4 separate regions of the Mus musculus genome follow, and regions 1, 2 and 3 are each linked to region 4. Evidence: chromatin contacts called from public Hi-C and HiChIP or PLAC-seq data. All regions are on one chromosome and are shown on one strand. The core of a region is the stretch at or near the end of the contact, and the rest is flanking DNA. Distances in the headings are between cores, read along the strand shown.

Region 1 (5,997 bases), core at 2,294-4,793, 440 kb after region 4:
AAAGGTCATCTGGTGTATGTGTGGGTCGCGTGCCTGTGTGCACGTGCGAGTGTATAAGTGTGTGCGAGTGTGTAGGCTAGATGATAACTTCAGATGTTGTCCTTAAGTACTCTCAACCGTGTTCCCTGAGAGCGGTCTCTCAGTGGGAGTTGGGGTTGTCTGGTTACAGGTACACTGGCTGGTCAGTGAGCAGTTGGCTGTGGCTTTTCAGCCAGTGTGCCCCCCCCCCCCCACGCTCACCTCTTTACATGATGCTAGTAATCAGGTTTACACGTCATAGCAGACACTACTGACCAATTCCCCTGACTCCTAGCCCCTGTGTTATCCTATCCTCAACAGGCCCTCTTACAGAATTACTTAATTATTTTTATTTATTTATTTATTAGATATATTAGGTATTTTCTTCATTTACATTTCCAGTGCTATCCCAAAAGTCCCCCCTCCCCTCCCCCCCACTCCCACTTCTTGTTCCTGGCGTTCCCCTGTACTAGGGCATATAAAGTTTGCAAGACCAAGGGGCCTCTCTTCCCAATGATGGCCGACTAGGCCATCTTCTGCTACATATGCAGCTAGAGACACGAGCTCCGGGGGTACTGGTTAGTTCATATTGTTGTTCCTCCTATAGGGTTGCAGATGGGTCTACTTATTTTTATGTTCTCTAAAACCTCAGCGTATCTGGACCACACTCAGTTTCCTGCCCATCTACCGTGTTAGATAATGACCCAGCCGCTAATTTGACACAGTTTTTTTTTTTTCCTCTTCGAATGGTGTGGTCTTTCTAAAGCATTTCTTTGTTTACCTGATTGGTTTTTCAACTGGGGTTATCATCCTCAGGGAGACAGGCATGCTTTTGCTACCGTGAACTCCTTGTGTAATCTGATTGCCTGGTGTCAAGTGTGCACACACACACACACCCAGTTCTGCAGGGTGGGATGGATGTCAGGGCCACCCGTCTCCCACAGGATTGTGCAAGAAGAATACATGTAGGACTTTGTGCATGTGGCCATGTCTTGAGTAACCTTTTCGATGTGACTTAAACTGTTCAAATTGAGAGCTGAGCATAGTGCACACCCTGGTAGTCTGAGGAAGAGCATCCCTTGAGCCTAGGAGTTTGGGGACTAGCCTGAGCAACATAGCTACATCCTGCCCCTCCCTCAAAAGGTAAAGTGTGTATGTGTGTGTATGTGTGTGTGTGTGTGTGTGTGTGCGCACATGCATACACGTGTGTGTGCACCGTGGCATGTTTTTGGAGAACATAGAGCAAACTTCTGAGAGTTAGTTCTCTCTTTCCACTCTGTGGGTTCAGGTCTTTGGGCTAAACAGCAAACACTTTTACTTGCTGAACATCTTGCGGACCCCAAACCAGACCAGGTTCCTTACCAGAATACCTTAAAAAAAACAAAAACCAAAAAAACAAGCCAGGTGTGGTGGCGCACGCCTTTAATCCCAGAATTTGGGAGGCAGAGGCAGGAGGATTTCTGAGTTCGAGGCCAGCCTGGTCTACAAAGTGAGTTCCAGGACAGCCAAGGCTACACAGAGAAACCCTGTCTCGAAAAACCAAAAAGAAAAAAAAAAGAAAAGAAAAAAGAAAAACAAAAAACAAAACAAAAAAACCTCCAAGTTCCTAACTCATAGCTCACAACCCACAATGGTGTCATTTATGGTAAGATGGCACATTCAGTCTCCCGTAAGATGAAGGGTCAAGAGCTATTTGCACTTTTGAGGGTAGAGATTTTTAATTTCTTTTTGAAAAATGATTTGTTGGGGCTGGTGAGATGGCTCAGCAGGTAAGAGCACTGACTGCTCTTCCAAAGGTCCTGAGTTCAAATCCCAGCAACCACATGGTGGCTTACAACCATCCGTAATGAGATCTGATGCCCTCTTCTGGTGAATCTGAAGACAGCTACAGTGTACTTATGTATAATAATAAATCTTTGGGCCGGAGGGAGCAGGAACTTGAGTGAGCAGAGGTCCTAAAATTCAATTGCCAACAACCACATGAAGGTTCACAACCATCTGTACAGCTACAGTGTACTCATATATATAAAATAAATAAATCTTAAAAAAAAGTAAAGAAAAATGATTTTTTTTTTTTATTTATGTGTGTCTGTGTATGCATGCGAGCCCATAGAGACTAGAGGAGAAGATCATGGATGCCGGGGAACTGAACACGGGTTCTCTGCAAGAGCAGCACCTGCTTTTTAACTGCTGAGCTCTCGCCAGCCCTGTTTGGGTTTTGTTCTTTGTTTTGGTTTGTGTTTTAAGTTATAGACAAAAGAAGATTGCCTCAGCCCACGGTTCTGGCTCAAGGTTGAGGGGCTGTGTCCCGTGATGACCTCTGGAGAATTCCGAGGTTACTCGGGGTATTACACGGTGAGCCTGGCCAGTGGTGCTGAGTGTTAACAAGGGAATTGTTTAACTGGAAATCTGAACGATGGGGCCAAAAGCATTTTTAAAACGTGGGCTCGTGGGTTTATTTGCTTTGAGTGAAATGAAAATATCTGTAGTACTTCTCAGCCGTGCTCCGTAAGCTAAGCCAGTTAAACTCTTTAGAGCACAGAAAAGATGAAGAAGGAAGTGATGGGGACAGGGCGAGAAGAGAGAGGAGAGGGCCATGTGATCAAAATACACTCTATATGCATATGAAAATATAATGAGACTCATATATAACTAATAGAACAAAAATGTCTCTAATAGTTTCAGGAAAACCTTCAAATATCTAGCATTCGGATGTTTAAATACAAATTTAGGCTCCCCCCCCCATTGTTTTCTTTTATTGAAAAAAAAAGATGCTGGGTTTGGAGAGATGGCTCAGCAGTTAAGAACATTGACTGCTCTTCTGGAGGCTGGGGTTCAAATCCCAGCACCCACAGGGCAGCTCACAACTGTCTTTAACTCCAGTTCCAGGGGATCCTGATATTCTCACACAGACATACCTGGAGGCAGAACACCGATGTAAATAATATTTTTAAAATTAGGAAAATGATAGATTCTTTTCTCATACACTATATCCTGATTACAGTTTCCCCTCCCTCTACTCCTCCCAGTTCCTCCTCCCCTCCCCCCTCCCCTCCCCCCTCCCCTCCCCCCTCCCCTCCCCTCCCCTCCCCTCGCCTCCGGACCCACTCCCTTTCTGACTCTCATTAGAAAAGAACAGGCTTCTAAGAGACAACAACCAACATGACAAAATGTAATAAGATGAAACAAAAGCTATCATATTGAAGTTGAACACGGCAGCCCCACAGGAGGAAGAGAGTCCCAAGAGCAGGCACATGAGTCACAGGCCCATTCATTCTCATGGTCAGGAATCCCATAAAGATGCTCAGCTGATAGCTAGTGCAGACCACTGTGGGCCCGTGACTGCTGCTTCAGTCTCTGGGAGCCCGTATGCACTTTGATTATGATTCAAAGGGCTTTCTTCTCCTGGTGTCCTCCACCCCCTTTGGCTCTTACATTTTCTGCTTCCTCTTCCACCGGCTCCCCTGAGCTCTGAAGGGAGGGATTTGATGGAGACCTGCATGTTTAGGTGGTCCTAATGAGTACTAGTAATGAGGGGTGCAGAGTCTCAGCTGGTCATCTTTTGTACCCAGGTGAGGCATCCAGTGGCAGGACTAGGTTGTATTCACCTGAATTGCTGGCCAAGGGGGTCCCATGGAAATCCCCAAACACCCCACACTGATGCTGAGACAAAAGGTTGCTCTCTGAAAACTGGCAACAGGGCCACATTGCTGAAGACAACACCCACACAACTCATTGAGCATGGAGAAGCCAAGCTGTGCCCGTGTGGAGTCTTAACCCCTGTGTTCTAGTCTCTCTGGTAAAGGAACACACTCTGCAGGCTACCTAGAGAGAAACATGAACACCATCCCAGCCACAAAACCTTCCACCTACAATCTATCCTGCTGCAGAATATGCTAAGGCAATGGTAGCACAGGACTTGTGGGCATAGCAACCAGCCAGTGTCTGATTGGACCTAAGGCCCACTCCAGAAGAAACCCACACAAAACACTGCTTGGGTAACAGAGAACCAGAGACTAGATAGCTCAGAGACCTAGAATAAAACCAAACAGCTACTGATCACAAACAAACAAGACCTAGAATAAAATCTAACAACTACTGATCACAAACCAACCAACTAACAATTCTAATGATAATCTTCTACAATTATAAATCAGAGCTTTATCCAAGGCTTATCAGAAAGGGTTCCTCTGGCAGCAGATGGTAACAGATTCAGAGACCAGCAACCAGACATTATGCAGGGGTGGGGGGGGGGAGGGGAGAGAGAGAGAGAGAGGGAGAGAGAGAGAGAGAGAGAAGGAGGAGGAGGAGAGAGATGGGAGAGAGGGAGAGAGGAGAGGGGAGAGAGATGAGAGAGAGGGAAAGAGAGGAGAAGGAGAGGGGAGAGAGAAGAGAGATGGGAGAGAAAAGAGGGAGGGAGAGGGAGAGGGAGGGAGAGAGAGAGAGAGAAAGGAGGAGAGGAGAGAGAGATGGGAGAGGGAGGGAGGGATAGAGAGGAGAGGGGAGAGAGATGAGAAAGAGATGAGAGAGAAAGGGAAAGAGAGAGGAGGAGAGGGGAGAGAAGAGAGATGGGAGAGAAAAGAGGGAGGGAGAGGGAGAGGGAGAGGGAGGGAGAGGGAGAGGGAGAGGGAGAGGGAGAGGGAGAGGGAGAGGGAGAGGGAGAGGGAGAGAGAGAGAGAGAGAGAGAGAGAGAGAGAGAGAGAGAATCTTAAGCCTAAATTCTCTGTTTACATCCAAAGTACATTAAATGACTTATTCAAAGCTATGCTCATTATGGCCACAAGGTGGCAGTACAGGAAAACCTATGGCATTTTTGTAGCCAAGCAGAAGTAACCAGGAGGAGCAGTGTGGACACCACCCTCATTTTGCCCAGTGTTTTGGGCTAGATGATCTTGTCTAGATATATTTTAGCCAACATGAACCCTGAGGATTGGATATTTTTGCTGGGCCATTCATAGTTCTGCCAAGTTTTATTATTTTATGGTAAAATCAAAATGAACAATAATAAGTTCAAATCAGAAGTCCATTATACAGAGGGAATGGGGAAGAGGGCTGGGGGGAGGAGGATCAACAGGAATGAAGATACATGAAAACGGTGTAACAAGATGCACTATTCTGTATGTGTTTTAAAAGCTAGCATGATTAATGATTAATAATACTCTGCTGACATTGAATTAGATTTTTATCCCCCAAATGATGGGTTTTACATAATCAATTTTATGAAGAAGTAAAGTATTGTATTCAGATCTGTCTTATTGGGAAATGCTGAAATCACCTGTAGAGTATTAAAGTGTAAGATCTCTGTAGAGCCGAGTGTGATCACACAAGCCTATAATCTCAAAGCCCGGGAGGTGGAAGTCGGATCTGTTGTGAGTGTGAAGCCAGACTGAGTTAATGAGACCCCATCTCAAAACATTTTTTGATAAATTAAATAGGTCTTTAGGGAAGTATTTGCCCCAGCACTACAGCTAGCATTCCCCTCTTTTTCCCTTTCTTTGGCTTTGGCTTTGATTTAAGACTCAGAAACTAAAAGCATTCTTAGGTTCTAAATCCCGTGTCTTATGCCTGACTGGTCTCTGCCCCACCCCACACAGGGATGTGTGGATTTTAGGCTGACTTTGACAGGATTGCAGGCGTGTACCATCACAGCCTGTTTCATATGATGCTGGAAGTGAACCTGGAGCTTCATGCGTGCCAGGCAAGTCCTGTCAATGGAGCTACATCCCTAGCTCTTTCTTCTCTTGTGTGTGAGTGTGTGTACATCTATTTCTGTGTAGTGTGTGTATAGTATATGCATATGTTTATGTATGTGGAGTATATGTAATGGGTACAGTATGTTTATGTGTGCATGTGTGTGTATATATGTGTGTAGTGTGTGTGTATACTTCTATTTGTGTGTAGTGTATATAGTGTTTGTTAGTGTGTTTACATGTGTGTATAACTGTGTGTATATATGTGTGTATGTGTATGTATACTGTA
Region 2 (5,808 bases), core at 1,019-3,518, 430 kb before region 4:
GTCCAGTGTGAAGAAATCCTTTGTTTGATGTGGTCGGTTTAGTGGCTTAAATATTTAAAGATGTGTCTTTGTGATTCTCTGGGAACAGTGTCATAAAATCTACACTTCTGGACAACCGTGCCAGCTTGTGTTGCTTATGCAAGTGGGTTCACTTTTGGACAAGAAAGGTGGGCTAGCTTCTCTCTTCACACCCTTGCATCTTTTGACTGACAATCAAAATTTGGAGTTATTTGTTCTCATTAGGAACACAAACAATTCTCTAACAGCTTCATTCAGCTCAAAAAAAAAAAAAAAGAATAAGTTATCGAAGATGTTAGCATACTTATTCAACAAATATTTACTGAGCACTTATTACTGAAAATACAGTGTAATATAGTTTCTACTCACAGTTGTCTTATAGTCTCAGCAATTAATATGTGTATAGTGATTCATATTGCCTAATACTTTCATATATGCCTACATGTGGGTCTCTAGGGGATCTTCTTACATAGATGGTGCTTCCCCAGTTCAATGGATAGAGACATAAGGACTACAGAAGTTTACTGACTTGCCAGTTAGTGGCAGAGGCACAACACCAACCGAGACTATCTGATTCCTAGTGTGTAACAGCTGCATATGTCCTTAGAGAGAGACACGAGCTTGATGTGCTGGTGCAGAGACAGGAGGATCTCTTGAGTTTGAGGCTAGCCTGGTCTATATAGTAAGTTCCAGAACAGCTATATATAGTCAGACCCTATCTCAAATAAGAATATAAAAAGTAAAAGAAAAAAAAAAAAAAGAAAAGAGGGGAGGGGTGGCTGGTTAACATGTCTGAAAATCTCTCATTTATGGAGTTGCCTTTGTCCTGTATCCAGAGAAAGCCAGTATTTTGGAGAGATGAGTAACCAAGTATTTTGGATAAGACATAACAATGGCTTATTTCTCTCTTGATACTAAATGCCAGAGGTAAAGATCTAGGACTGGTGTGAGCTCTCTGATCCATGACTGTTTTGAAGAATTTAAGGTCCTTTTAATTTTTTGTCATTTTATTGAAAGGATGGGAGGGTGGCAGTGGGCAGGTGCCAGCGCTTTGAAAGGTGCTTTTTGGAAGCTCTGTAGTACATTTCAATTTTCATTTTATTAGCCAGAATGTAGTCATGAGGTCACGTGCACCTACATCAAGTCTGGGAAGTATCTGGTTCAGACTGCCTATATTTAGCTAAGGTTTGAGTATCCTCTTGAAAGAAAGAATAGCTATCACTCTCTGCCTTGTCATTTTTACCATGATATATGTACAGATAAGTAGAAATTAGTGCTTGATGCATTCCTTTATCAGGTGATTGATAACTTCCAAATACTAAAGAGTAATAAGGATAACCCACAATGTTATGCATTTTGATTTTAAGCATTCAAGTAATCTTAGCAATGGCTGAGGAAATTGATTCCGGGTTCATCATTTGACTGCTAACAGGATCACTTTTGACAACTTAGTGGTAGCACCTGGGTGTAGCCTGTAGACTATTCCTGGTGATACTGCCTAGCTAACCCATTGGCATGTTACTTTATGCCTCCTCTTTTAACTATATCATGTCAAAAAGCTCAATATTTGGTGCGTGTGATTTGCAACAAGTAAAACAGGCTAAGAGCTAGGTTTCCTTCTGTATCTGAGGACTCCGAGCCTGCTTATGAAGAAGGAACTGGGGAGAGGAGGTCACGGTTTTAGATGGTGGGGGAGCTTAACCACGGCTCTCCTGCTACAAATGTGTAACTGAATGAGGGAAAGATGGAAGCATTTAGAAGTCTTTGTCTTTATGTGCGTTAACTTGCCTTTGCTGGGATCTGGCGCTGTCCCTGGGGCCACACTTGTCACAATTTCTTTCACTAGTTTTAATAGCTGAAGAGATATTAGCTCTTAATATCACTGAAGTTTCACAGTATAAGCATATTCATTACGTAAGGGTGGAGAAATGACAGTGAGTGTAACCCATCAGTGGCCTGTCTCCGTCAGATGCAGGAAGCTGCAGGCTGTAAAGTGAGGTGGAGCGGGGTGGTAGTGAGGCCCCTTATCTAAAGGGTACTGGGAAGTGGTGCTGAGGATATTTTCTTTCCCATGACATCAGATAAATACTCTTTTAAACAAGAAGCAGTGAGACATGTCTAAGACAGCCACGCTTCTTTTGAACACCTTGCCTTGAGGCCTGTAGCTTGCATTCTCATTGTATCAGTGGTATAACAAAGGAAGTTGTGTCAGGAGTGACGTGTACTGTAGTGGACACAATTTTCCGAGAGTTGAGAAATCTAGGGTATCCTCTAAAGAAAATGAAAGTATTACTGTGGGAGCCAGTCCTACTTCACCACAAGGGGAAGCCTTGTGGCCTTCATTAGGGAAGGAGCTACGTGACCTGCCAGAGCTCGGTCAGAGCTCCTTGGAGGATGCTAATCTATCTAGTCACGCTCCTGGAATTGTTACATCTGCCTTTTCTATTTAATGTGAGATATGAGCGTGTTTTGTACATACTTGGACTGACCCACTGGGGGAATTGGGAAAGCTACAAATTCTGAATGAAATCATTAACACTCTAAAAACATGGTATAATTAGCAAGTAGGTAGAAGGTGCTGCCAAGGCCAGGTGGAAATGCCCTTTGCCAAAGGTACCTCAGAAAACAACTGAAAGCCCAGAAAACTTGGTACTTATAAGAGACTAATAAGAGACCTCTAAATTAGCACCCTGAAGGACACTTTGTCCTTGAAGGGATGAGAATAGGTCAGATAACTAGTTTCCCCACCCCAGGAGCTGGCAAGGACCATTGCCACTGGTTAATCTTTGGTTTTCACAGATGAACAGCTGAAAGTCACATACCCACCCCATAGTGGTCAAAAAGCAGCAACCCCCCTCAACCCCCCTCAACCCCTCACATCTTTCAAGATAGGAACTGCATTTAAGTGTTCCCAAACTAGTCACGCCATTGTTAGCTGCCTGGCTGAGGCTAACGCAGAGCTCAGAAAACTCACTTGCATCTTGGAGAATGAAGCCTTTATACCCAGCAATGTTTAGGAATTTTGGAAGACTGAAGTATGAACTAGGTCAAGCAGACTATCGGGCACAGTCACCAAAATATAGAGTGGGAAGTGAACAAGATAGGTTTTTTTTTGTTTTTGTTTTTTAAAACACACACACACATTGTAGCTATGTTCAGACACTCCAGAAGAGGGCGTCTGATCACTTTATAGATGGTTTGTGAGCCATCTATAAAAGTGATGGGAATTGAACTCAGGACCTCTGGAAGAACAGTCAGTGTTCCTAACTGCTGAGCCATCTCTCCAGCCCAGATGGTTTCTTCAAAACCAGTTGCAGAGAAGAACACCGATGAAGGGAGGACTTAGACATAAAGGCTGAAATATGTTAGCCAGTTGCCTCTTTCTGTGGGTTCTGGCTCAGCAAAGCAAAATGTACTACAATAAACGGTACTTTAGCAGTGTGAGCACTGAGTGGGTAGTGGTCATGCTGAACTCTTAAGGTTTGCTGCTTTACAAAGTGCATGCTAGAAATGACACGGTAGAGATTTACTTGAAAATAGGTGGTGGGGGATGCACTAATATAGCTCAGGATCTACGTGGATTCAAGCATGGATTGGCAGTCAGGAGGGTCAATAATTTGGAGTTTGGATGGTATGGGGGAGATCTTGCCTCAAAACCAAAATCCGTTTGGATGTAAGTTAGTAACTGTTGAAGATGGGCTGAATATTGAATACCTACTTTTGAATACACTTAAAACTGTATAGACAGTTTTTGGTTGTGGTAGGATTTTTGGTTTGTTCTCTCTTATGAGACATGATCACGTGAGGAGGCCTAGACTAAAGTTCTTCTCATTTCTGCCTTCCATATGTAGGAACTGCAGATGTGCCACTGTGTCCAACTGAAAACGTTTTTCCTTTCCTTTCCTTTCCTTTCCTTTCTCTTTCTCTTTCTCTTTCTCTTTCTCTTTCTCTTTCTCTTTCTCTTTCTCTTTCTCTTTCTCTTTCTCTTTCTCTTTCTCTTTCTCTTTCTCTTTCTCTCTCTCTCTCTCTCTCTCTCTTTCTCTTTCTCTTTCTCTTTCTCTTTCTCTTTTTCTTCTTTTTCTTGTCAGTGGGTTATTTAAAGAAGTGGAGGGTAGGTAGGCTTGTGTCTGGAATGAGTTCTTGCAGAATTAACCTGCCTAGTAGCTACTACCGTGGCTAGATTTGAAGGTGAGGCACCAGGAAGGAAGCTACCACCACAGATGTTTCTAGCTTACCCTGAGTACATATCAGAAAAGGTTTGCAGAAAACGGAGACATCTCTGCTACGTGATTTCTCAGCAGAGTAAGCAATAGCAACAGAGGTGCCCTGGACCTTACTACTTCCAGACCTCAGCAAGGCCGATTTTCCGTAGAGAGCTTCATCTGCAGGCATGGTCTGGGAAGCAAGTTTTGCAGCCCTGCAGCACAGCAAGCTCATTAGAAGTGGAGCAGGAGAAGGTGACGTCCATATCTGCTACACTGGGGAGAAGAGATAGATACACTGGGGGCAGTTGTGTGCCTCGTCCCAGCTACTTAGGGATCTTGGGGAAACACTTGTCCGCTAGTTTAAGCATAGTCTCTGCAGCATGACAAGCCCCCGACAAACCCGATGTTTGGCTTGTAGCCGTTACTTTTCCTGCTGCTGTGATAAAGCAAGCTAGGGAAGAAGGGGCTTTATTTTGGCTCACAGTCTGAAGGTGCAGCTCATCACAGCGGGGTGTGTGTGTGTGTGTGTGTGTGTGTGTGTGTGTGTACTCCGGTCGAGTCAGCCTGTCAGGCAGGGATGCCTAAAAGCTGCTCATGAGGCAAAAAGAGTTTCAAGAAAGCTCTTCTCCTAGAGTCTGACATTATCTTAATTCTCCATTCCCGCGTTAGTCTAGAGTATAGATCCACGTGCTCTCTTTCAGTATTTTCCTATTATAAGTGCCTTTTAAGATTAAATTCTAACATAGCTAAAGCCTTCCGCCAGTGTTCCTACAGTCCTAGAATGTCCTTAAGCTAGACAGTGACATTCAAAATAGCCTCTGGTATTACACTATCAGTAAAAGCCAAGTCGCTCCCATATACAAAAATTTACAATGGTTTAGAAAGTAGATCGGGCTGTGGTTTTAGAGTATTGCATTATTCATGAGATGGTTAGCTAGAACGGAACTCCCTAGTTAGAACCATGATTTGGGTGTGAAAGCCCTTGCCCTAGGAGTGAAAAGTTCTCACACCTGGCTTCTAAGACTACAGCTGACCTTAGATAGGGCTGACTCTGTCTCAGTTATTTTATTGCCCAGCTCCTGCCAGTCTTTGCGTTTTCATTCCTCTGTTCTGTGTCAGAGTCATTAAGCATCCGGTTACCTCATTTGTACCTTACAAATATGTCACCCAACTTCCTTACTGTCTTTTACATAAAAAGTCTGATGCTCGATTTGACATTACATTCAGATTCCACACAAACTTTCCTGTGTGTGTCTATTTTGTCACTCATCCTACACTTTATCCACCCATGACTAGAGACCCGTTCCACACAGACAAAGGGGCCCAGAGAGTCTGCGACAGCCCACAACTAAGGGGAAATCTTTAGTCTTCAGTTGAACCTCAGCACCCTCACAGACATTCCCAGGACAGTGTTTCCATGGCCACCGCAATCACGTTGACAATGAAGAGTAATTATGGTACCTGGGCTGTATAGGAAAGAGTCTGCCAGGGAATTGGGTGAGGGAGTGCACACTGGCAATTCTAGCATTCAGGGGAGGGGAATTAGGAACTGGAGCTCATCTTCACTTTCATTGAGTCCCTGGTC
Region 3 (5,283 bases), core at 2,322-4,821, 390 kb after region 4:
TGTAGGTCTCAGGATCCACTTAGTCAGCGGCTCTAAGCACTGACCCCCAACAGCTGCCTGCCTCAGTTTACCCACCACACGGATGCCAAATCCAGAGCATTGGCAACTTTGTAGTTAGTCTTCTCTTCCTGCCTTTACATGGTTCCAGGTTGAATGGCATCTTCAGGTTAACCCGGCAGGCACTTTTACTCCCCCCACCCCCAAACCTTTTACTGTTGGTCCCGTGTCTGGATTCTCCCGTGCATGCTAGAGATTAGAACTCACGGCCTCATCCTCCACTTTACAAAGTTTTTTGTTTTGTTTTGAGTCGGGGTTTCTCTGTGTAACCCTGGCTGTCCTGGCTCTGTAGACCAGGCTGGCCTTGAACTCAAAGATCCTCCTGCCTCTGTCTCCCAAGTGCTGGGGTTAAAGGCATGTGCCACCACCTCCTGGCTTAGATTAATATTCTTAATTGTGGTCAGCACGCACATGTATTCTCTACACACACACACACACACACACACACACACACACACACACACACACTTGCTCTTTTATATGCCCGTTCACCTGAGCTGGTGAACTGCCAGGTGTCAAAAATGGCAACAAACGGGTCTGGAGAAATGGCTCAGAGATGGAAAGTATTGGAAGCTTTTCCGGAAGACCTAGGTTTGTTTGATTCCCAGCATCCATACGGCAGCTCACCATCTGTAACTCCCGTTCTGAAGACCCAACGCTTCTCTGACCTCTGCAAGCCATATACACCTTTTTTTTTAATGGCAGCAAACCACAAGAGCTTGTTAAACTTGTTAATCCTAACTGCTGTGGTTCAAGCAAGAGGCTGACCTGGAGAGAGCACTCACCTTCCGGTTCCATTTGCCCTTGAAGTGGCACCTCCTGATTTCAAGGTGCAGAAGTGTCATCTTGCAAACGAAGGACAGAACCCCAAACAACAGGCTGCAGCACTGGGACTGGGATGAGGACAGGAAAGGAGGGCTAGACTTCAGGATGAGCTGAGCCTGAGTAAGCACAAGGGGACACTGGGCTAGGTGGCTTAGGGAGAGCTCTTCCCAAGGCCTCAAAGTGACCTAGAAGAAGGTGAAAGGTCTGGAAATGCTAATGTGTAAGAGAGGCCTAAGCCCTGGACTGTAACCTACTTGAGGGCTGGGGTGGGGTGAGGTGGCAGGAGGGGGCTGGGGGTGGGGTGGGGTGGAAGAGGGGGCTGCGGGGGGGCTGCAGGAGGGAGCTGCAGGAGGGGGCTGGGGGGGTCTGCAGGAAGGAGCTGCAGGAGGGGGCTGGGGGGGTCTGCAGGAGGGAGCTGCAGGAGGGGGCTGGGGGGGTCTGCAGGAGGGAGCTGCAGGAGGGGGCTGGGGGGGTCTGCAGGAGGGAGCTGCAGGAGGGGGCTGGGGGGGCTGCAGGAGGGAGCTGCAGGAGGGGGCTGGGGGGGTCTGCAGGAAGGAGCTGCGGGGGGGGGGTTGGGTGCAGGAGGAGGCTGTGGGGAGGGGAAGCGACAGGAGGGGGTTGCAGGGGGCGGTGCAGGTGGGGGCTGCGGGGGGGGGGTGCAGGAGGGGGCTGCAGGGGTGGGGAGATGGGGGGGCGTGCCTCAGGGTGTGTGTGGAAGGCCGCACAAATCAGGAAGGCCTGCCAGGTAAACTGACTTTTCTATGGTGTCTTTGTAAATAAATCGGCAAGGCTTTCAAAACATTAAAAGATTATATTTATTTGTCTGTAATGTGGATGTAGCCACGGCCTGTCACGGAGGAGGTCAGAGGACAGCTTGTGGGAGTTTTCTTCTTCTACTCTATGGGTCCAGGGGATTGAATTCTGGTTGCCAGATTTGGTGGCAAGCACGATGCCTGTAGAGCCATGTCACCAGCACCAAATCCATAGGCTTTTGACCAGTACTTGCCCTGTATTATCTGTTAGACTCACAGGGTGGGGCGAGTCGATCTGTTTCACTCAGTTTCTCCCCTGGTCTATTTGAGGCTACTTTATTAGGAGCACACAGTATTTTTTAATAAATTTTCTCTGGTTAATATTTTAAATAAATTTCTCTTCTCTCTTTTATTATTATTTATTTATTATTTTATTATTATTTATTATTTTTTTTATTATGTATACAGCTTTCTGCCTGGATGTATGCCTCCAGGCCAGAAGAGGGCACCAGATCTCACTACAGATGGTTGTGAGCCACCAGGTGGTTGCTGGGAATTGAACTCAGGACCTCTAGAAGAGCAGTCAGAGCCATACCGCCAGCCCCCTTCTTTTACTTTCAATCTGGCCATATCCGAATGCTTGAGGTATGATCCAAAATAGCATCCATTTGGAAAATCTAACTGTACAACACTTGTACGCCTAGTTCATTTACATCTGGCTTGTTCCTTTGCATTTGTCTCTCTGACCATTTTACCTTTTCGTCCCAACTTGTTCTGGACTTTCACTGTTTTTTTTTTTTTTCATAGATCCTGGTCTTTGGAGGGGTTGATTACATTTTTTTTTAAATTTATCTCTAATCGATTGAATTTACAGACCTTTTATTAATCTTCCTTGAAATACTACTATGACCATTTAAGTTATTTGGCTCTAATTTTGAATTTCTTGGCCCTTGCCAGAACAATTAAGGACCTTTGAATATTTTTATTTTCAATATACTATGTTCCTATGCAGAACAGTATTCTAAATATTAGCTTCTTATTAATACCATAAAATAAAAGCTATTTTACACAACTAATATTTATTTGGAGTTCTATACATGCTTCTAAAAAAACATCACTTTAGCCGAATGGTGGTGGGACACACCTTTAGTCTCAGTGCTTGGGAAACAGAGGCAGATGGATCTCTTGTGAGTTTGAGACCAGTCTGGCCTACAGAGCTAGTTCCAGGACAGGCAAAGCTACACAGAGAAACCCTGTTTCAAAAAAAAAAAAAAACAAAAAAACAAACAAAGAACCACACACACACACACACACACACACACACACACACACACACACACACACAGAGAGAGAGAGAGAGAGACCCACATTACTTTAATCCTTTTTCCGTAGACCATCTGTTGGATTATTCTCTTCCTTAATTCTAATTCACTGTAACTGATAGTAAATGTATTTCCTGTTTATATGTACATTTTCCCCCCTTTGTTTTGAAAGATAATTTGGATGGATGTGAAATTCCAGGGTGGCAGTTATATTCTCTAAGCAATTGTTTTCTGAGACAGGATCTCATGTATCCTAGGTTGGCCTCTGGCACGCTATGTACCAGAGAATGAACTTCTGGTCCCCCTGCCTCCACCTCTGAGGTACTGGGATTGCAGGATGACATCACTACGCTCAGCTTTGTTGGAGAGACAGATCCAGGGCGTTGTGTGCGCTGTGCACACACTCTGTGAAATGTGGCACATTTCCAGACCACTCCCAGCCTGTGGGAGATGCTGTCCCACTGGCGTCTGGTTTCCTAGCTGCTGCTAAAGTCAGTGGTGATGTTTTCATTCTGCTTTCTGCATGGCAGATTCTAAAAACCTTTTGTTTATAGGGCTCCGCAGTTTCACTACTTCTACCTAAGCATGGATTCCTTTTTAGTTTCCCCAGTTTTAGACAGGATGTGGAGGGGGTTTGGTTGGTTGGTTGAGTTCTGCTTTGTGAAACAAGGTTTCTCTGTATAGTCCTGGCTACCCTGGAAGTGGTATTATGTGAGAGTGTTGGATCCCCTTGAGCTGGAATTACAGACAGTTGTGAGCTACCATGTGGGTGCTTGGAACTGAACCTGAGTCTTCTGGAAGAGCAGCCAGTGCTCTTAACCACTGAGCCACCTCTCCAGCTCCCACACGCTATTTTGTTTTAGGTTGCTTCCTTTGTTTAGACCACTAAATAGCCAGAGAGGAACAAGGCACTATGCATCTATACATTGATTTTCTTCACTAAAAAAATGCTTTGTTAGATCTTAGAACTCAACTACTCAAGAAAATAAAAATCTCTCTCCATGGTGCATTTATAGATTAAAAAAAAAACAAAACCACTTGCTTATCATATTCCTCACATACTAACCTTCTTATAAAAGAAAACAGACAACCTGGCTCAGAAGCACATGTCAGAAACCAATTTTAACTGGCAATTCCCGTCTGTCCCATACCAATGATATAAAAAGGGTCTAATGGCCAAAGTTAAGGAATTAAAAAGTACAGTGTTCGTTCTTTATTTGATTTTCTATACATGCCAATCTATGTGAAAATTTAATTCATAAATTAGGTAGAGCAGAAGATTAATGGCAGAAATTAATGATAAAAATAGCAATTATAACACACCGTATAAAACGTATGTGAATATACTTTCCTCAGAGTGTCTCATTGTACTTCATTGACCACACTTGGCCAATACTTCAGAAACAGAATGTGCACATTAGGGGAGACCATCACAGATTTAACTTAATCTTCTTTTAAAAACAGATTTTTCTATTTTAAAATTGTGTGTGTGTATCTGTGTATGGGCTCCTGTGTAGTGCCCACAGAGGCCAGGGGTGGTCACTGGGCTCCTGGGAGCTGGGTTGTGAGCCACCTTACACGGATGTGGGAACTGAACTCAGGTTCATTAACTTAGGTTTTCATGTAAAGGGGTCCAGACATTTCTTTTTTGTTGTTGTTGTTTTGTTTTGTTTTTCAAGACAGGGTTTCTCTGTAGCCCTGGCTGTCCTGGAACTCACTCTGTAGACCAGGCTGGCTTCGAACTCAGAAATCCGCCTGCCTCTGGTTCCCGAGTGCTGGGATTAAAGGCGTGCGCCACCATGCCTGGCAGGGGTTCAGACATTTCTAATCTTCTGCTGCTTGAGGTCCTAGGCATCTCAGAGCTGGAAGAAACCCAGAGGTCATGTGATCTTCATTTTTTCTCTTGAGAAAACTGAGATGTAAGAAGTCAGTTAACCTGATCTACATCTGAACCCCTGAAGTTGGCCACCTGCTTCCCAGGAAGAACCGGGGACCACAGGACGGGATCAAGCTCCACTGTGTGGCTCCACTATGTGCTTGTCGTGCAAGCATGAGGACCTAAGTTCAAATCCCAGTACCCACATAAGAGTCGGGCATGGCCATACACTTTTAAATCCCGGAGACAAAGACAGAAGGAGGTGAGGGTTGGCTGACCAGGCAGTCTAGACAAAATGACAAAGTTTAAAAAAATAAAACGGGGAGTGATCAAGTAAGAAATCTGACATCAACCTTTGGTTTACACACATACTCACACACACATACACACACTCACACACATACACTCACACAAATATACATACAAGCACACACATTCACACACACCCAAG
Region 4 (5,558 bases), core at 198-2,697:
AGTACTCCCAGAGCTCGTGTCTCTAGCTGCATATGTAGCAGAAGATGGCCTAGTTGGCCATCATTGGGAAGAGAGGCCCCTTGGTATTGCAAACTTTATATCCCCAGTACAGGGGAAACACCAGGGCCAAGAAGTGGGAGTGAGTGAGTAGGGGAGCGGGGTGGGGGTGGGGGCCGTGGCGGTGGGGGTTGGGAGTAGGGTATAGGGGACTTTCAGGATAGCATTTGAAATGTAAATGAAGTAAATACCTAATTAAAAATGGAGGAAAAAAAAGGTCTAGCAGAACTATTTTAGAGTGTGTGTTTTATATCTGGAAAGAATAGAGAAGGTCAATCAATATAGGTATGTACACAGATATAGGTATGTACACAGATATCAATAATGAAAAAATGAAGGCTGCCAAGATCTGAGTTCCCCAACTGTCACAGTTGTGATGGCAGGTCCCTGGTCCTGTTTGGTTTCTGCTTTCAGTTCTGAACACAATGGCAAACAGAAAGTAAGATTTAATAAACACTTGCTCAAATCAGGGGGAAGAGGTATGCATATAACAGGACAACGCCTTTCTGTCATTATGAATCCCCCCCCCCCCACACCCAGCTTACAGGAATTCCCTTGAGTTTTAGTTGGATGCATTCCCCAGCCTTTGTTATTAAGCATGTTCTGTGACTAATTCTGGAGTGGAAACCAAGCAAAATGATGTGTGCATCTTTCCAGCCCTGTCCTTGGAAGGCATGGGCATGTTGTCTTCCTCCCCCTTCTGCCTACAAGTGGACTCGGGATGAGCAACAGGGGCCACCTACCAGAAACCTTGCCTTTCTCAAAGATTTACTGAGTTGGTAAGATACTGCTAGCAGATGCATGAGTCCTCCATACCATGGCCTTTGGGCTAATTGCACAGGGATACAGGGATTACAAAATTTAAAGAGAGAGAGAGAGAGAGAGAGAGAGAGAGAGAGAGAGAGAGAGAGAGAGAGAAGAGAAGAGGAAAAGAAAAGAAGAGAAAAGAAAGGAAAAGAAAAGAAAGGAAAAGAAAAGAAAAGAAAAGAAAAGAAAAGAAAAGAAAAGAAAAGAAAAGAAAAGAAAAGAAAAGAAAAGCGAATTTTTGAGTCTCATGCCTAGACTCAGAATCCCTGATGATGGGTCCAGCCATCTCCATTTTAACGGGCTTCAGGTGCCTGAGAGTTAAACCGCCGGAACTACTTCACCTACTTCAATCTCTAAGTGTTTAAAGAAGGAGACCAAGCCAGAATGCTCAGGAACCCTGGCCTGAGCTTCCAAGTGGGGCTGAACGGCTGCCAACTGCCCACAGGAGTACAAGAAACTGGTGAAGAGTCACCCCTACCAGTTCCCACTGGGAAAGCCTGGCGCAGAGCCCTTCCCCCGCCCCCTCCCGTTGCCATGGAGATCCGGGCACCCTGAGGGACCCGATTTCCGCATCCAGGGTTCAGTGTGGACCCAGCTCCTTGCTCCTTGCTGCCTTACCCACTAGGGCTGCCTCACGAGCTCCGGGACGGTCACGAGAAGTGTCCCCTTAGGGACCCAGAGCTCCGCTTTCTTTCAGGGACCCGGAGAGAGCCGAGAGCTCGGCCTGAGCAGTGTCCCCGGAGCGCGAGGGCGAGCCCCGAGGAGGCAGCGTCTCCCTCAGGGACCCTGGACGTAGCTGGCGCGGGCGCCGAGCGCTTTCCCCCGGCCGAACCCGGTGGGTGGTGTGGCTGCACTTAAACCAAACGGCCTCCGCGGGCCGCGGCTTCCCGGGGCTCCCGAGGGCCTGTTACCTCCTCCATCGCCCCAAGTGCAGAGGCTGCCGCGTCTTCAGCCCCAGAGCCCCGGAAAACATCCCAACCCCAGAGAAGGGCGGATTCGCGGAGAAGGTGATAGGACCTTTACTCCCTGGGATGCCGGGATGCTTAGGGGGACCTAGTGGGTCTGTCCTTAATGGGCTGTGACAAAGGGTGCTGGTGGTGGTGATGCTGGTGGTTGTGGTGGTGAGGTTCTCCAGCTGTCTCCCCCCCTCCCCCCACCCCCTGTGCAAGTTTTCATTGCAGTTGGAAGTATGGGATGTTCCGATGGGCTAGTACATGTCATGTCTCTAAGGTCACAAAAAAAGGGGACATCAAGCCAGGCGGTGGTGGCGCATGCCTTTAATCCAAGCACTTAGGAGGCAGAGGCAGGCAGATTTCTGAGTTCAAGGCCAGCCTGGGCTACAGAGTGAGTTCCAGGACAGCCAGGGCTACAAAGAGAAACCCTGTCTCGAAAAGAGAGAGAGAGAGAGAGAGAGAGAGAGAGAGAGAGAGAGAGAGAGAGAGAGAGAGAGAGAGAGAGAGAGAGAGAGAATTAAGATAGGTGCTGTAGATACAGAGATTTACTAAGATAACCTTCTCTTTTCTCAGAGACGATGCTTAAGACTACAAGGATAGAGATCTCCCTGGACCACATGATTTGAACTTGAAGCTTGAGTTATTGACATCAGGGGCAAACATGCTGGACCCAACGAGTGAAAGGGACCTTTTTGACCAAGAAAACATGGAGGAGATCTCCCAACTCGCTTCCCTGGAGATGTCGGGGGATGTAGTCGCCAATACAAACTCTTCAACCGTCGTCCTAGAAAAACCCAGCTACCCAGACTCCGTGTACGTTACGGCAGCGAACATTTTTCAGGGTATTCGGATCCAAAGGTCGCCAGACAAAGTCATAATAAATTACGGAAGTGAACCCCTGCAGCCCTCCTCCTCCCGCTCCGAGGATGAATCTTTCCAGCGCTTGTCCTATGAGTTGGCTTTCAGTACCCTGAAGTGTAAGTAATAGCAGTTCCTAAAGAGCAGCGCTAAAAGAAAATGGAAAAGCCAGGCACGGTGGCTTATACGTAGTACAAGGCCAACCTGGGCCACAAAGTGAGATTCTGTTTCAGGAGGCGGGGGTGGGGGGTTGGGGGTAGGGTGGAGGGTGGGAGTGGGAATTAATGGAATGCAGCCTAGCTCCTCAAACATATGTGTATCACAACAGTCTAAAAATGAAGGCGTCCTAAGGGGGACTAGAGAATTCGACTGCATTTGCCCTTAGATAGGTATAGTGGGGTCGTTAAAAAGAGCAGGAGCCGACATGGTTGTATAGGCCTGTACTCCCAGCGGCTGAGCCTTGAGGATTTGGAGTTCCAAGCCAGGATGGGCTATAGAGCCAGGCCCTTCTCAAAAAGAAAAAGAAAAGAACAAACAGCAAAGAAACCAGGGAACAAGTCCATGAATGGGAAGAGGGGGCGCTTCCCTTGCTCATCCCCTCTCCCTCTATGTAGCTCCACCGAGTTCGTGTGTGTGTGCTTGCACCTTGTGTTTTATGTTCACGAGGTGTGACAGCGCCAAGGGAGACAGCAGAGAGACAGAAGAAGAAAAGCATAATCTTTAAACAGTAAATACCTCAACTGAGTCAACCCGAAAAGGGTTATTCAATTCTTAGCCAATAGCTTTAATTTGGAGTGCCAAGTGTAAATAGGATTCTCCTTTCTAATTTGCCTCCAAAGTGCTAGACTCAAATCTCCAGAGCTCCTTCATGGTAGTTAACTGCCAACTCCCAAGTGTAAGGATAACTGTAGATAGGACATAACCAGATATGTCTACTCTGAGCAGAGCTGTCAACGTGTGTGTGTGTGTGTGTGCGTGTGTGTATCTTTGTAGATTTATTTATTTTTATTTTTATTTTTATCTATATGGGTGTCAAGTTTCCTTCACCTGCCCAAAACATAGAATACATCGAATAAAATATAGCTGTTATTTAAATTGATATTTCAGAGTAAGAGTGCTATATAACTTTAGATATCTAAAGTTAGTGCTTCCTGCACCATACGGAAGGCTGCCAGAGGTGACTGTTTCTGCAGAGTCCTGAAGAACAAGTGCAACACTGGCAACATCGTGCACTGTTTTCCTGCACTCGGCCCTGCGACACACATCTTCCACGTCACAAGTCTGTTACATTGATAGAAATTATAGTTTGTCTCCAAAGCTGGTGGCTTAAATATGTATAATGTTTCCCAAAAGATTTTTTTAAGATTTATTTATTATTATATCTAAGTACACTGTAGCTGTCTTCAGACCAGAAGGGGGCTTCAGATCTCATGACAGATGGTTGTGAGCCACCATGTGGTTGCTGGGATTTGAACTCAGGACCTTTTGGAAGAGCAGTCAGGGCTCTTAACCACTGAGCCATCTCTCCAGCGCCCCCTCCCCCGCAAATATTTCCTATGAGAATTGTAGTCTCCACTTCAAAATTTGTCTTCTTTGGCTTTCTCATTTTCCAAATAAAGATTGAAATCCAGCATCTACAATATCACTAAGTTTTGTTTCTCATGAATGGTGAATGGATTAAAGTTAGGGCTTACTTCCTGTTTGCTGTACTAAAACATACATGATGTTTATAGTTTAAGTGTATCATAAAATACTCACAAACCTAGCGGGAGGGTCAGAAATATGTTTATCAGTTTCCACGCAGCACCTATGGAGTCGTTTCTCTGTTTTTTGCTGTTTGGACTACTGTCCTTATGCAAAACCTTACATGGCAACTCCTATCATTCAGGTCTTAGATTAAATATCTCATCTATGCCTTGATTAGTGCCAGATACTTAAGCTAAAATTATGCCTAATAAAAGAAGTGCAAAAGAATAGAGGAAGAGGGGCTGGTGAGATGGCTCGGTGGGTAAGAGCACCCGAGCCAGCTGCTCTTCCGAAGGTCCGGAGTTCAAATCCCAGCAACCACATGGTGGCTCACAACCATCTGTAACAAGATCTGACGCCCTCTTCTGGAGCGTCCGAAGACAGCTACGGTGTACTTACATATAATAAATAAATAAATCTTTAAAAAAAAAAAAAAAAAGAATAGAGGAAGAGAAACACTTCCCATCACAAGGCTAGCAAAAACCTTGATAAGTAACACCAGCAAGGATGTTCAGATAAACTAACCTCTCTCATAAGCAGAACAAAAACCCAGAACAAAATATTAATATTTGGTCATTTATATAACGTATCAGCAATACTTAAAACTGAAAAGAGAAAGATCATTTAACATTTCAAATATTTTTATGTACATGGTTGCGTATGTAATGCTATCAGAGGCCAGAAGAGGGCACCAAATTCCCTTGGAAATGGAGCTAATTCAGAGCCACAATTTGCGTCCTGGGAATCAAACCAGGATCCTCTGGAAGAGCAGCCAGTGCTCTTAACTGCCCAGCCACCTTTCCAGCCCCCCTATTGTTTAATATTATTAGTTATATCTTCTTTAATGTCTTTCAGAGGTCATAAATTAAAGGTTAGAATTCCTCTATGACGACTCTATTTATTCAGATAGTGATTTGAATCTATGTAGAACCTGAACCATAAGAATGCAGGATTCATAAAGATTATAACTGTTTCATCTTGTGCTACAATTATGATTTATTAGCAGTTTATACAATTATGAGGTGTATATTAGATATGAAAATAAATTTACAGCATTACTTAGAAAGTGTATATAATTTAAAGTCTTTCTTTTCAGATTTGATATTTTGGGTAGCAGGCTTTTCCCTTGTCTTTCAG

What was found. A called contact is a pair of places that touch in the nucleus more often than the background predicts. HiChIP or PLAC-seq counts read pairs in DNA pulled down with a chosen protein or histone mark.
Region 1: a Hi-C map of the N1E-115 cell line shows a contact between it and region 4, with 10 times the contacts expected there. The contact joins the enhancer-like site here to the promoter of Nsun7 in region 4. A contact is called at or near these places in 8 of 39 promoter capture datasets (the 3T3-L1 cell line, frontonasal cranial neural crest, hippocampal neurons and 4 more), 1 of 15 datasets of contacts at CTCF or cohesin (embryonic stem cells), 25 of 484 Hi-C or Micro-C datasets (the HL-1 cell line, the N1E-115 cell line, the STO cell line and 15 more), 9 of 115 datasets of contacts at active chromatin or transcription factors (craniofacial prominence, embryonic basal ganglia, embryonic forebrain and 5 more) and 1 of 9 other capture datasets (pancreatic islet).
Region 2: a contact with region 4 is called in an H3K27ac HiChIP or PLAC-seq map of microglia, with 6 times the contacts expected there. The contact joins the enhancer-like site here to the promoter of Nsun7 in region 4. A contact is called at or near these places in 1 of 15 datasets of contacts at CTCF or cohesin (pro-B cells), 7 of 484 Hi-C or Micro-C datasets (the AtT-20 cell line, Th2 cells and embryonic stem cells) and 2 of 115 datasets of contacts at active chromatin or transcription factors (memory CD8 T cells and microglia).
Region 3: a Hi-C map of embryonic stem cells shows a contact between it and region 4, with 5 times the contacts expected there. The contact joins the enhancer-like site here to the promoter of Nsun7 in region 4. A contact is called at or near these places in 12 of 39 promoter capture datasets (the C10 cell line, cranial neural crest, embryonic stem cells and 5 more), 5 of 15 datasets of contacts at CTCF or cohesin (the NIH/3T3 cell line, embryonic stem cells, pro-B cells and 1 more), 55 of 484 Hi-C or Micro-C datasets (the 63-12 cell line, the AML12 cell line, the C2C12 cell line and 17 more) and 14 of 115 datasets of contacts at active chromatin or transcription factors (craniofacial prominence, embryonic basal ganglia, embryonic hindbrain and 5 more).

The regions. Positions count from the first base shown.
Region 1 is chr5:66,692,483-66,698,479 of GRCm38.p6, forward strand. No RefSeq gene overlaps it. Among named protein-coding and RNA genes, the nearest start is that of Uchl1os, 19 kb to the left of the region's middle. Within about 2 kb of position 3,544, at least 2 of the 459 cell types and tissues checked have an H3K27ac peak or open chromatin away from gene starts, as enhancers often do. A contact at or near this core is called in the N1E-115 cell line, where this site is marked.
Region 2 is chr5:65,830,108-65,835,915 of GRCm38.p6, forward strand. No RefSeq gene overlaps it. Among named protein-coding and RNA genes, the nearest start is that of Gm3521, 25 kb to the right of the region's middle. Within about 2 kb of position 2,269, at least 35 of the 459 cell types and tissues checked have an H3K27ac peak or open chromatin away from gene starts, as enhancers often do. A contact at or near this core is called in microglia, where this site is marked.
Region 3 is chr5:66,651,135-66,656,417 of GRCm38.p6, forward strand. All of the region lies in intron 1 of Uchl1os (ubiquitin carboxy-terminal hydrolase L1, opposite strand), which reads right to left. Among named protein-coding and RNA genes, the nearest start is that of Uchl1, 22 kb to the right of the region's middle. Within about 2 kb of position 3,572, at least 37 of the 459 cell types and tissues checked have an H3K27ac peak or open chromatin away from gene starts, as enhancers often do. A contact at or near this core is called in the C2C12 cell line, nephron progenitors, uterus and 1 more, where this site is marked.
Region 4 is chr5:66,258,451-66,264,008 of GRCm38.p6, forward strand. Nsun7 (NOL1/NOP2/Sun domain family, member 7) reads left to right here and starts at 1,448. Exons shown (of 13, transcript NM_001302833.1): 1 at 1,448-1,871; 2 at 2,391-2,794. The coding sequence starts at 2,479.